2 separate regions of the Danio rerio genome follow, and region 1 is linked to region 2. The links are chromatin contacts, called in public HiCAR-type maps. All regions are on one chromosome and are shown on one strand. Each heading gives the region's core, a stretch centred on a gene start, on an enhancer-like site or on the middle of the called end of the contact. The rest is flanking DNA. Distances are from core to core; before and after follow the strand shown.

The links. HiCAR-type assays count read pairs that join an accessible place to other places.
Region 1: a HiCAR-type map of caudal fin shows a contact between it and region 2, with 7 times the contacts expected there. The contact joins the promoter of ms4a17a.10 here to the promoter of ms4a17a.2 in region 2. A contact is called at or near these places in 1 of 18 Hi-C or Micro-C datasets (embryo) and 1 of 4 datasets of contacts at active chromatin or transcription factors (caudal fin).

What each region holds. Positions count from the first base shown.
Region 1 is chr4:74,878,862-74,885,709 of GRCz12tu, reverse strand. It overlaps ms4a17a.10 (membrane-spanning 4-domains, subfamily A, member 17A.10), which reads right to left and starts at 4,943. Exons shown (of 7, transcript NM_001386856.1): 1 at 4,903-4,943; 2 at 4,303-4,501; 3 at 4,102-4,197; 4 at 1,389-1,457; 5 at 586-717. The coding sequence starts at 4,476.
Region 2 is chr4:74,801,953-74,808,728 of GRCz12tu, reverse strand. It overlaps ms4a17a.2 (membrane-spanning 4-domains, subfamily A, member 17a.2), which reads right to left and starts at 1,999. Exons shown (of 7, transcript NM_001100061.2): 1 at 1,919-1,999. ms4a17a.5 (membrane-spanning 4-domains, subfamily A, member 17A.5) reads right to left here. Exons shown (of 7, transcript NM_001004629.2): 7 at 5,745-6,135. The coding sequence ends at 5,992.

The DNA.
Region 1 (6,848 bases), core at 3,694-6,193, 74 kb before region 2:
TGAGCATAAAGGATAACAACGACAACAAGAGAAGTCAAGAGTCTGTAGCCCTTTAGGTATACTGATGAAACTAAGTGATGTTTAAAGGTGCCAAAGAAAGAAAATCTGGACATACCTAGACGTACATTTTCAGTACATGCAAATGGCATACCTTCAACCTCAAACCCCCTTGATTCCTCATTGTCATGTAAATCATGTGAGTGTAAAACTAAAACACTGACTCTAGAATCCACTTGGATGCACACTCCATTTCCACAACACTTCCTAGAGACATTACAACCATTAAAGAATCCTTTTGTCTATATACTCAGTCAAATCAGACTTTTCCATTCAAGAGCCGATTTCTTTGGTTGTAAATTAATCTTTAAAATTTTTATGGAGCAATGTTGGACGTACCTAAGCCCCATATACATGTAAATATTAGTGATCAATTTAAACAGTGTATCAGTGCATTCTGTGGCACCTTTAATTACAATATTTGTTTACGCTTGATTTTCACAAGTGCACCGGTCACACAGTGATCTTACTGTAATTATAAAATAAAACAATACAAAAATGATATCAATTTAAGAGTTGATGACTTACCAAATGAATATAACAATAAGTATCTGTGCAGTAACTGCGGGTGGGTCCAAAAGCCAAACTCAGTGAAAGCACAATAATGGAAATGCCCGCAGCTATAGCACTGAAAATGTTCATCCCGAGGGAAGCTCTCACCTACAGTAGACACACAGAAATAGAAAGGTTTTGTAGCATGTTGTGTTAACACACTGTGGTTAAGCAGATGATAGATTATATGGAAAGTGATCTAAATGAATTGACAAATGAATACAATACAGGATCTAAGCACCAAAGACTCGTGTGTATGAGTAAAGGCCGGCTCACACAGTGGGATTGTTTATAATCCTGAACGATTGTAGCATGTCAGACTGCACGAACATGGCGCTCATGTCACACTGTAAGATCTCAGCTGTCATAAAGTCAGACTGAACGACAATGAAGACGCGCCAAACACGAAAGAAAACACCCCCGGAGTTTGACATCATCCACCCGTGACACTTTCACTATCTCACATTCTGAAATGATTCCTCACAGATCTGATTGCAATAAACACGAAGTGTCTGTCTGTGAACATGTCAAACCAACGATCACAGATTTTAGCCTGGGATTTCAGGAATCTTTTAGGATTTCACAAATTTGTCTCAGATGTCAAAATCGTAGCTGAAATCTCACAGTGTGAGCAGGGCTTTAGTGATTACATGGAAAGTCTGTGTTCAATACTCTATTAGCACAGAAAAAAATAAGATTTATGCACAAATCCTTACACACCAAATTTTACAAGCACCCAGTGTTTAGACCCATGAAAAGATCAAGTGTTGTGTACATACCAAACATAAACCGGCTGGTGAAAAAATTTTGTTTTCAGCAGCAATGGAGAGCGAGCCTGCAATAATGTACTGAGAACAGAGAGAAGAGCAACACTTAAAGCTTATGTTGGAAAATATATATATATACAGATATACATGATACTCAACCAGAATGAACAGTTTACTGTCACATGAACCAGACACTAGTCCTGTCTTGTCTTGTATGTTGTGTATGAGCACCATCTTGGTGTGTGTTTTGTGTGCGGTGTGGTGTTTTCCATCTCAGAGCTCAGTCTAGCACTAGTTAACCCATTGTTAGTTTAGTATTTTCACCTGTTTGTTTGCCAATTATTTCTCCTTTATAGTCTCCTCATGTCTGCTGTCCTGTGCCAGTTTATTGTCCTACATATGTCGTTTTTCCTAAGAGTCATGTCATGTCCTGTTCCTTTCCAGTCTAGTTTGTTCCTCCTCTGGGTTGTACTTGTTGCCCTTTTTGTTTTGTTTAGTTTTTTTTAATAGTTAATAAATACCCATTATTGACTGCACTTGAGTCCTTGTCCTTTCCCAACCTCAACCATGACAAGACCAAGGCAAAACATAAGAGAGTAAAAATATACATTAAAAAAAAACAGCAGGACCAAATCCTATTCAAATATTCATCCATTCTGGCAGGATATACACAATGCCCTTTTTACTTTCATATAGGCTCATATGTAGTTTACCCCATCTGTATAAGTTGTGTGGAAATTGTTGATGCTCATATGGACTTGTCTTGAATTGTGTGAAAGTAATTTACAAGCTGAGAACAGCAGCTCATGAGTTCTCGATCGGCCCACAGCTACAGTCACTGTGTGAGTAGCTTACACTAGCGATCAGCCCACGTTAAACCCATTAAGGCCACATTTGGGCTCGGGCCCAGAGCAGGCTGCCAGTGCTAGGCCTTTGAGAGTCTGTTAAACGGCAAAACGTTGGCCCTCACTAGGCCCACACCTGCCCTGGATGGGCAGGACCCACTTTGACCTAAAAGCTCGATCATCCTCCATAAAAAGTGATGATCCAGAGACAATTAAAGTTCAGAAAAGCAACAAAAACATCATCAAATGTCACTTCAGTGGTTCATCTGTAATCAGATGAAGCTCCAGGAACACTTTTGTGTGCAAAATAAAGTAAAAGCATCTTTGTTCACCAATGTCCTCCATATCAGATCAGGGAGTCTGTTTGTGTGTTCAGTGCTGCCTCTAGTGGCAATACGAGATACTTAATAAACGTGCACAAAGCATTTACATTGGGGTTGGGCATCTAAGTTATAATGCCAATCCGATACGCATCTCGATACAAAGAATACGATCCGATATATTAGCGATACATTTGTGACATATTGCGATGCGATTCACCCCCATATCACGATACAATGCGATAATTCAGCACTAACTTATTAGATCAAGTTTCTGAGATGATGTGAAAGAGGATGCTGTGCCATTGAATGAGTTTGATTATTTATTAACCAAGCAAAACCAAGACTTTTTTTTACAAACTTTTCTCTCAGAGCCAGAGAGTCAGTTTACAGTAGAGGGCCATTTTAGAACCTATAGCACATATTATTTAAGTATTTTCAAGATAAACAGAATGTATAAGTGCAATATATATTATAAATGTATATATTTGCACTCTTTCAACATAAAGGATTAGCATTGCACAACAAGAATTGTGATTTAACTTTTCAACTATGAAAACAAGTTTTACAAAGATATATTTTGCCACTGAATATTCAAAACTTAAGGTGGTGAACTAGCAGTGTTATGCTGCTTTCAAACATCACTGTCACTGTAAACAACAGGCTAATAAAAATATAATTAAATACAAATTAACAGGAGGAGGTGTTTAAAACCTTCGTTTTCCGTGATACTAGGCTGAATATCTTTGCAGATGAACAATGCAATAGCATCCGTTATTGGCGTAGAGCGAGCAGAACTGTTGCGCATGGAAAAAAAACTTGCAATGCTTTTCTCACCACTTTTGGAGCTGGTAGCTACAGTTGAAGCAGAGCAGGAAGCCGGGGATGCAGGAACACTGTCAGATGCTTCCACAACAACACCGTGGCTCCGCTTCAAGTGAGATTTCAGATTAGTCGTACTGCCCGCGTATTTACAGATGCGTGGCACATTTTGCAAATTGCATCTGTCCTGTCAAGTCGTCCATCCTTTTTGCAGAATCCATAATGTTGCCATACTTTAGATTTAAAACTCAGTGGGGAATAAAATGTTTGTTTTGCTTCTCGCGCTTTCTGAGGGCGCACCACTAGCTTCATCCGCACACCTTATACACTGAGTTGTAGTGTAAGTGTACACATCCACAAGTCCGTTGCTAAGGCATACTTTATGTAGGTCGATTCAATTATGCGCCAAAAACAGGTTGACAACACTTGCTAATAAATAAAAAATACATTCTATATTAAAAATATACGTTGTATCTTGGAAAAAACGATGCATCTCGCAAAAACCGATGCATCTCGATTTGCTTCCAAAATTTCATTCATCCTCTGCTGCTCTACCGGTGCACTCGCATCGTGCACGCGCATGACCGCGTATCGATACATATCGGTTAATCTTCCCATCCCTAATTTACATGTTCTTTTAGTGTCTGTAAATGTGACAGTAAGATGTATTCTGGTTGATTACCCACTGTAGCTTGTGTTATCTAGGACAACATGTTGAACTGTATGATTGTTTCTTACTATCAGAGATGCCCAGTAAGGAACACCAGTGTAGAAGATGGCTGTAGACGCGATTCCCAACAGGAGAATCCACAGACCGATCAGTATCTGGACAGTCTGTGAGGAATGTACAGTGTAAGGATGAGAGTATTTCATGAAGTAAAGCAGAGTATCATGCTGTGTGTTAATGTGTGTAATCTGGGTTTAAGGGAGATTTCTCACCCCGAGGGCTTTTGGTTGGCCTTTAAGAAAGGCCTGATTTCCTTGAAGAGGTGAAACTCCTGCTACATGCTGTATTTGAACAGGCACAGAAGAACTGGTCCCAGTTGCTGTTTGTGTCAGTGGCTGAAGCTGGATGACAATCGTTGAAGGATTCATGGCTCCGACAGTCGACATTTCAGTTTCAGAGTATCAAATGAACCTGTACAAAATCAAAATAAAGCAAAACAGGATACCATTTGAAATAAGATACACTTTATATATTTTTTTTAAACTTTCTGTATATAGTTTAAAACTCCAGAAACTGTTCATTAACAGACGTGTTTCACAGTGTAAAACCAGTGCAACATCTGCAGTTCAAGTGTGTATTGTAGACGCTGCTAATGTGTAGTCCCTTGTTATTTAGCGTAATTTATGAGGTGTAATGGTCACATATGTAAACAATGGAAAAAACACAGCTTAAGTTTAAAATGATCAACATCACCTACATTTAAAAAAGCCAAACAAGGTCCACTTGTTACCAAGTAAAGGAAACACATCCATTATTACTTTAGAAAACTCCAATAAAATAAGTACTTTCAATTATGTAAGGTATTGTCTTACCAGAAGCAGAATCCCGTCTTCAGCTGTGCTTTCAGACTTCTGATATAAAGCCACACAAGCACAGTGTTTCCAGAAAGAAACAGGAAGCAGGAGGAGTTGTGCAATCACAATGCATGGCAAAGCTGGCCGACCCCAGGGGTTAATACAGCAAAACAATCTGATATATGCCAATATATGCAAATAGTGTATATTTGGATTTTACGTATAGTCATTAGAGAAATCATAAGGTCTTATTCTTTTTCAGATACGTCTTGAATTTGCATTTATATTTTTTATTAAGGATTTTTTTAAATTATTTTATTACTTGTCACTTTCACGTTTTATTGAATATATGTATTGCCTAGTGATAGCTTAACCGAACTTCTTCTCCAAGTGTGATAGGCTAATCAAGCATGCAGACGGAGATGCAGCGACAGCAAAAATAACTTTCACTTCATGCTTACGGCTTCCAGAAAGAGGAAGTATGTGTGCTGCAGAGGAGCCAGCAGGAAAAGAGCCCCTCCCTCAAGCTCTGATTTCGTTTTTCTATCTATTTATTGGGGGTTTTTTTGGGCTCAGAGCGTTCTGTGCCTGATATGAGCTCTGTATATCGAAGCCTAGTCATGACGTAGTCATATCCTATCTTGTGATTTATATGTAGATGTTTGATTAGGTTTGTTGTTTTACCACAGTACGTCACTGTTATGTTACACGCGTCACACTCTGCATTATTTGAGTTCATGGAAGTGAAGTAGCTCCACACAATACTTCGCTTGCGGAGTTATCCAATAACAGTGAACTGAGTGTCTAGCTAGCGTGCTCTGCAGTTGTACAGTGCCATATTACGCACATGACTTTGCAGGCGGAAGAACAAGTAGTTCCGACTAAGTTGGCATTATAAATTAGGGTAATTGTGTTTACTTTTCTGCTGTATTTCTATTTCCAATAAACTACAGAGTTGCTTCAAATTATCAATATTTTGATAAGATAATCAACTCTAGAACTTATAATTTTAGCATCAATCAGCACATTACTATTAACGAGGTGTAGGAGTCAAGCTAGATTCACGGTAGCAGGCTAGATTGACCATCGGGCCCCTGGGAACTGTCCTATTGATCCCTATGGCCAGTCAGCCTCTGGTTGGTGGTTCATTCCACTGTGCCGATCTCTGAAATAGGGAAATTGATGAAAGGTTTTGTCAGAAATCTGTAAGGGTTTTCTCTTTTTAATCTGACTGCAATGACAACTCTGAATACTTTTAAATGTCTTGTGTCTAATGTTTAAAGAGAGCTGTAACTTATTTTCATGATTTGATTATGATTCATGAATTGGGAAAATGGATGTGTAAACTGATGTCTTTGCTTGTTACTTTTATGTGTTGTAATCTTGACCAGGTCTCACTGTAAGAAGAGATAGTAAGAATTCAATGTGATTTCGTGGCTAAATAAAAGAAGAATATTAAAATGAATTGGCAAATAATCCTTTTGTCTGACAGCTGCATTTACTTATTGTAAATCTTGTACAAGACACTATTCTCCATTGTCTGGCTCCTGTCTCGGATGTATTTTACTGGAAATATTGAACTGAGTACTGGTGAGTCATTGCATATTGCACAATAATGGAGTTATTCCCTGTACTGCCTCTGGCTTCAGACTCAGATTTAGGTGTTTTCACACTCATCAAACAGCCCTACATCATACTTGTTTGCCAACTACTTTAAAGGCATCTCTGCCTATTTTATGTTAGCCATCCAATAATTCTCCTCTGTGTTTCGGTCATGTCTAAATTCTGACTTAATGGCTCTAAAACAGGGATCACCAAACTTGTTCCTGGAGGGCTGGTGTCCAGCAGATTTTAGCTCCAATCCTTAAAAAACACACCTGAACAAGCTCATCAAGGTCTTACTAGGTATAGTTGAAACATCCAGGCAGGTGTGTTGAGGCAAGTTGGAGCTAAACCCTGCAGGG
Region 2 (6,776 bases), core at 750-3,249:
CTTTCCCTTCACTTTCGTCAATTGGTGAAGTTTGCATGGTTCAAGACTTGTGGAGCTACGCATCAATGGATTTGCTTATCAGTATCTGGACTTTCAGCAGTGAAAATTAAAGCACACTGAACTGAACCAAACTTCAACTCTGAAAACTGGACTGACACGGTCTAATAAAGGGACTAAGCTGAAAAGAAAATGAATGAAGGGACAATGGACGCCGTTGAGGTATTACATTGATGAAGACTTCAGCACAACCACCTGGTATGAATTCAATTGAGATGGTGTGGCTATTAAAGACTTCAATACAAAAAACCTAAACCAACTACGAAGGCTGATTTAATTAATGAGTTCTGCTTTGAGGAACTAGCAGATGAGGAACTACATGAGTAGGCTGTTTAAAGTCTGTTAGTCATGGTTGAGAATCAGAGTGGATACACTGGAATATTGGAGTGCTAACATGTCACGACCAGACTGTAGTTTCATGTATGGTGTACTTTCGAAAAATGAAACCTGTTTGATTGCAGGGCCGTATTGTCATTGTTTGTGGTTACTTTTGGCTGAGGAGGTCTTCTCTTAATAACTTTGTACTGGGGAAATATTCTAAACAGACTGTTGAACTTTACAAACCAAATAAAAAATGATGTACAGCTGCCCAAAATTCAATGTCTTGCTCTGAAAAAAAAGTTCTTGCTCACAAACAAAACATAAACCCTCCCCAAGCCTTAATGTTAGTGCAGATCATCAGAAAACTGGGTTTGCACCTTACACTTGCTGTGAATGTAAAGGTAGAGAGAGTGTAAGAGGCTAAATGATCATATGCATTTGTTTATATGACAAAACATGTCTTTTTGACTCAAGAAGGTCCATATTGACTCCAAAGTCAGATACTGATGAGATCAAGGCCTGTTGTGTGGACTTTGGGGGTTTTATGAGTCTATCTTCTCTGACTCTGGTGCAATCAGGCTAACTTCTGGGCCTGCTCTCTTTGTCTCTCTCTCCCTCCCCGTGTCTCTCCTTCTACTTCTGGTAACTTTAATTTTACATTTAAGCTGGGTACAGTTATTATCATATGTTTTATCATTTCATACAGTTATTTTGTTATTAGTTCAGTTGTAACCATTGAGAATTATTGTAGTTAAATCATCTCATTTTCAAGTATTTGTGAATTACTTTTGATTTAACATCAATATTTAATTGTTCCGTATTGCAATACAATACGATCACGTAATATCAGCTCTCTCCCACATTTATAGCTATTAACACTGCCCTTATTTCCGTTTTTGGTATGTGATTGCGGAACAATTGTTTGACTAGAAATGTACAGTTTTTTACCATCATACTGATAACTTTAGTCATTCGGCAGAACTGCAGTTCAAACCGCTGTGGTTAAAACCCATTTTTACAAGGGATTCAATACCCGTTCACACTACGGTCCGATTGGAAAACACCAGAATTGTATCAGGTTTGACACCACGTATGAAAGTGGCACAAATCAGAATTGAAAAGATCAGATGCCATGCGGTCTGCCATGACCAAAACAGATCTGAGTCACATGTGGGCAAAAACATCAGATTCACCTGCAGTGTGAACGCAGTCTAAAGTCACTGTGTTAAACTGTAGAGTTGAATTTTCAACATCAAAAGTGGTCAGAGCAGAGATCAACATCCCATAATGCAATTCACCACCAGAAATCAACAAAAACACACAAAATACAGAAACTTTTTTAATGAACAGAGGTGTAATGATCACGAGTGTTTAATCAATGGAAAAATCACAGCTCAAGTTTAAAATGATCAACATCACCTACATTTTAAAAGCCATTCAAGGTCCACTTGTTACCAAATAAAGGAAACACATCCATTATTATTACTTTAGTAAACACAGATATAATAAGTATATTTTAGTATGTAACGTACTGTCTTACCTGAAGCAGAATCCCGTCTTCAACTGTGCTTTGACTTTCTCTTCTGCTGTAACTTTACACCAGCGCAGTGATTCCCAGAAAGAGACAGGAAGCAGGAGGAGTTTTCTGCAGAATGGCCGCAGGTAAAGAGCCTCTCCCTCAAGCTCTCAGTTCGTTTTTTCCATCTATATATTTGCTCTTTATTGGGCTCCTAACGTTACGTGCTCGATATGAGCCTTGGATAGCATTGTATAATTGATAGGACTTATCTGTGAGGACCCAGAGCTCTGTATATTGAATTATGCCTTTGTGTAATCCATAGTATTACAAATAGGAATAAAAGGGTGTAATCCATAGTATTACAAATTGAAATAAAAGAAAAATATATGCCATATAAACTGATATACATTTAGCTTAATTAATAAATTAAAAACCGGATTAATAGATTAATTTAAAAGTACTTCATAAATAGAATTCAAGTTTAAATCTTAAAATTGCCTAAAGGTATTTTTTGTTTTCCTGTTTGTTTATTGTTGATGATTTAGTTTTATTTTCTGAATTTTGTGAATTGTGAAGATGTATATTGTTACTTTGCCCTTAAGAGGTTAAATTTGAGCTCACCACTGACCTATCAGGTGAAAGGAAATGCGTGCAGCGGAACGACGTAAACAACGTCAGTGACGTCAGAGGGAAAAACGGAAGGGAAGCGAGCGCATAGAAGCTGAGATCGAAAAGCTAATCCAGCGAGAAACGAGTGAAATCCTGTCTTTTAAACTCGACAGAACGTCTAGAAAGATATTGATATTGATTCATCTGACCTGATTGTTTGTTGATCTTGCGATATTAAGTTGATATTGACGCGGATGCAGCGAGGACACGGATCGCGGTTGTCATCGCGTGCAATGAGATGGCGGGCCACCCAACGGATCTCGATTGAACACATTCACGGTGAAATTGCAGCAATTGCACCTGTTGTTTAATGTTTCATCTTCAAGACAGAACTGTGCTGGATGACAGAGTAAGCTGGCATCACACTTTCTTCCTTTCCACCTGTACTGTGGTATGTTCTGGGCAGCAGGACGGTAGGACTCAATTTATGGATTGAAATCGAAACAATACTTTTCCTCGTGATTTCAGGGACTGGTATATAAAATATACCACAAAGACTGTTGGAATTAGCCTTCATTGAACTGTTTCTGAGAGTTATATTGTTTTTCATTTGCACTTTATTAGTGTGAAGACAAATTGTTATTTTATTTCATAATTGTGATTTATTCATTGTCATTTGGGGTATTTATCTTTTGTTTTCCAAGCTGAGTTGAAAATTTGAGTATTTTGCTTAAACTAACACAAAATTAGCTGATACTACATGTAGTTAACTTCTAATAGAATAAAGTAATATAATTAGGACACGTCAATTAGCTATAAATAAAAATAGGTCAAACGTTGTACTTAAAATAAGTTAAAATATATATATAAATCCATAAAATTGAAATAAATAAATAAACCAGTTTGTCAGAGAGAAAGAAAAGATTAAATAAGAGGTTTTCAAGGAAGGAAAAAAAGAGACAATTCATTCTTTTGTTTATTTGGTTTTCATTTTTTTATCATCATTAAGAGGGTTTATTGATAACCAAGTTTTTTCTTTAAAAGAAGTTGTTCTACTTTATTGTTGTTTTTTTTCCTCTGGAAAGAGAAATTAAGACAATTATTATTTTTATTTCTTTCTTTATTATATAAAGTTCATTATAGTTGAAACTAATCCCTGTTGTCTGTTCTCTTTAGTCGGTCTCTCATTTCTGCTCCTACGAACCTACAGTACTGGTCCACGTTTTCCCTCAGGTTCACGCAGTCTAAGCAGTTGTAGTGACGTGGGTGACCTGAGGGTGGCGCTACATTTGTATATAATAAATTACTAATACTTTCACATTGGAGAAAATCTTCTCTCAACTTTTTATTAAATAAACATGGAATTCCAACTGTATATATATATATATATATTTATTTATTAGTTACACCTTACTAGTACCGTGTTGAACCCCCATTTGCTTTCAGACCTGTCATAAGCCTTCGTGGCATATGTAACCTCTTTTGCATTTTAGCTGTGGACTCCAGATAAAAAGAACCTGAAAATAGGGCTGAGTTCAAAACATTACTCTTTATACAGTATACACACACTACTACATCTTCACCAGTCTGTTAGAAGACCTAGGCTGCATCTGAAACCGGCTACTACTCAGTAGGTACTGCATTTGAATTTAAACGTACTACTCTGCCGTTATAAAAGTGCGTTCTATATAGTATGAATGTGAAAAGTCTGAATGGAACGCACTACATCTGGCATTTTGTCAGGGTCACGTGACCTACCTGCGTCAGTTGCGTTGCTTCAGTCCAATTCATGAATTCACTCGCAGGGCATCATGGGATAGTGCAGCGTGAATGGGATGCGCACTTCAGAATCTCGCAGGAAGTAGTAGGTCATCTGGGTACTTCTCGCAAACTGATTTTCGAATTCTATGAATTCGGACATACTATTTGGCTCGCTGGTTTTAGCGTACTGTATAGTATGGAAGAATGCGGTTTCGGACGTAGCTCTACTGTACACATGTTCATCATCTACAGACATGGTAATGGTACATCAATGTATATTTTCCAAAATACACTTGCCTTGCTTTGCCCTTTGCAGCTATACACTACTGATGGCGGACAGTTAATGTTAGTTAATCGAGAGTATTCATCATTATTACAGACTACAGTGAGTTTAATACTAGCAGTCGTTACATTATCAGATGGGGAATGTGGATGGTAATATACAAGTTATACAGTTTCAGTTAACTGATAAAGATAAAGACCTGTTGCTCACTCTTGTCACTGAAGAGAGTCCAAACCCAGTCCAATCACGTGAAAACATAATGGACGTGGCCAACCTATGACCTCAATCAAGATTGACCAACAGAATAAGGTCTTTCATCCCGGAGGGAAGATACCGCCCACTGAGCTGCAGAGTTTTCAACTCGCAAAGATTTTAGATCCGCAAAAAATGATAGAACAGAAAGCAAAATGAACTAGCGCACGATGAAAAATCTGCTGTTAACTGCATGAAATGGCAATAGTTAATGTTTTACAGTGATATATTTTTTATCAATAACATTTACTTTAAATTAATATTGTTTTTATTTGAAAACTTTTATTTCTTTTAATTACAATGTACTTACTTTTGGTCAAAAACTTTGTTTGTTTGAATGATAAAAACATTTCTTAACAGCCAATTACAAGGCATTTAGGCATGTAGACATGGTCAAGATGATCTGCTGCAGTTCAAAGCGAGCATCAGAATGAAGAAGAAAGGGGATTTAAGTGACTTTGAGCGTGGCATGATTGTTGGTGCCAAACAAGCTGGTCAGAGTATTTCAGAAAATTCTGATCTACTGGGATTTTCACGCACAACCATCTTTAGGGTTTACAGAGAATGGTCTGACAAAAAGTAAAATATCCAGTGAGCGGCAGTTCAAAGTGCCAGAGGTCAAAGGAGAATGGCCAGACTGGTTCCAGCTGATAGAAAGGCAGCAAGGGTAGGGTTTTGGTTTTATTAGGATTTCAAGATTTAAAGCAGTGATTCTCAAAGTGTGGTATATGTACTGCTGGTGGTACACAGGCTTCTTCTAGTGGTATGCAGAGGAATCATAGAATTAAAAAACGATGTTAAAAACACATTTAACCCTTTGTGTCCTACAATCACACCAGTGTGATCACAACGTTCAGTTGCATCACGTGATCAGTTGCTAAACCCAAATCTGCTGTCCTGCAATTATTTGTGTTGAGCCAAAGAAAGACACAGGCAATGCTATCGATGAAACAAATCCAATTTATCAGTATAAAAAGAAATGACAATTAGGTAACTAATACATATAGGTAGTAGCAAAACAGACAAAAATACTCATGTAAAATACACAGTTGATGACTATAATAATCATTTGACACATAATCTGATGATGCGCATTATTCAGATCAGATACACAAGGCATCAATGAATGTTCACAGCATCAAAGCAGCAGAACCAATTTGCTGCCTCGTTTGTTCATGTTGATTCACATTTATTCGCCTTCAGTGTACGCTGGGGGAGATTCTGCAGGAGGATGCTGAAAGCATGGTTCGGGGACTTCTTGAGGACATTGAATGTACTGTGGAGGCATTTCTGCAGGAGGGTGTTGAATTAAAGGGTTGCTGCTCACAGGAATCTGCAGGAGAAAATGTACATGGTCAGCTTAAGCTATTGGTTAGTTTTCAACAGTTATTGCTCCATTACCCAGTTCCTCACACGTTTTTAGTACATTAGAAACTTTTATGGTTTTTTATTTTCACTAATTCACAAATTGTTGTAATGTGGTTTGTGTGTGAATACAGAACAGAGATTGGATGAATTAAACAAAACAAAAAGAAAAACCTGTCATTGGTTTCTGTCTGGTCTGCATCAAATTCAGATTTACAATGTTTATTTTGTTAGCGCACATTGTTAGTTTTGAAGTGAACAGTTCTGTCATGAAACTCTATGTGTGCACTGGCTGAAAGGCAGGGCTTAATTTGTGCCGGAACACGTCGGATCCGGAATCTCTGAAATCTGATCTGACACCTCATTTTACCAATCCCCCTCACTCAACCACACTTCTCCCCCGTAAACTGTTCACTTTCGCTTTCTTCCTCGACTCCCCAACTCTCTTTGCTGTCGTCTGCACCACCCCTCCTCCATTCACCGCACCAACACCCCCCGGCTCCCCACTTGTGCGCAACACCTCTTCATCCTAAGGTAACATGGTGCAGGAGATAGGTTGCTGTCGCCTCAACAGACAATTGTCTTCGTAATCTTTGATCAAAGTGGTGA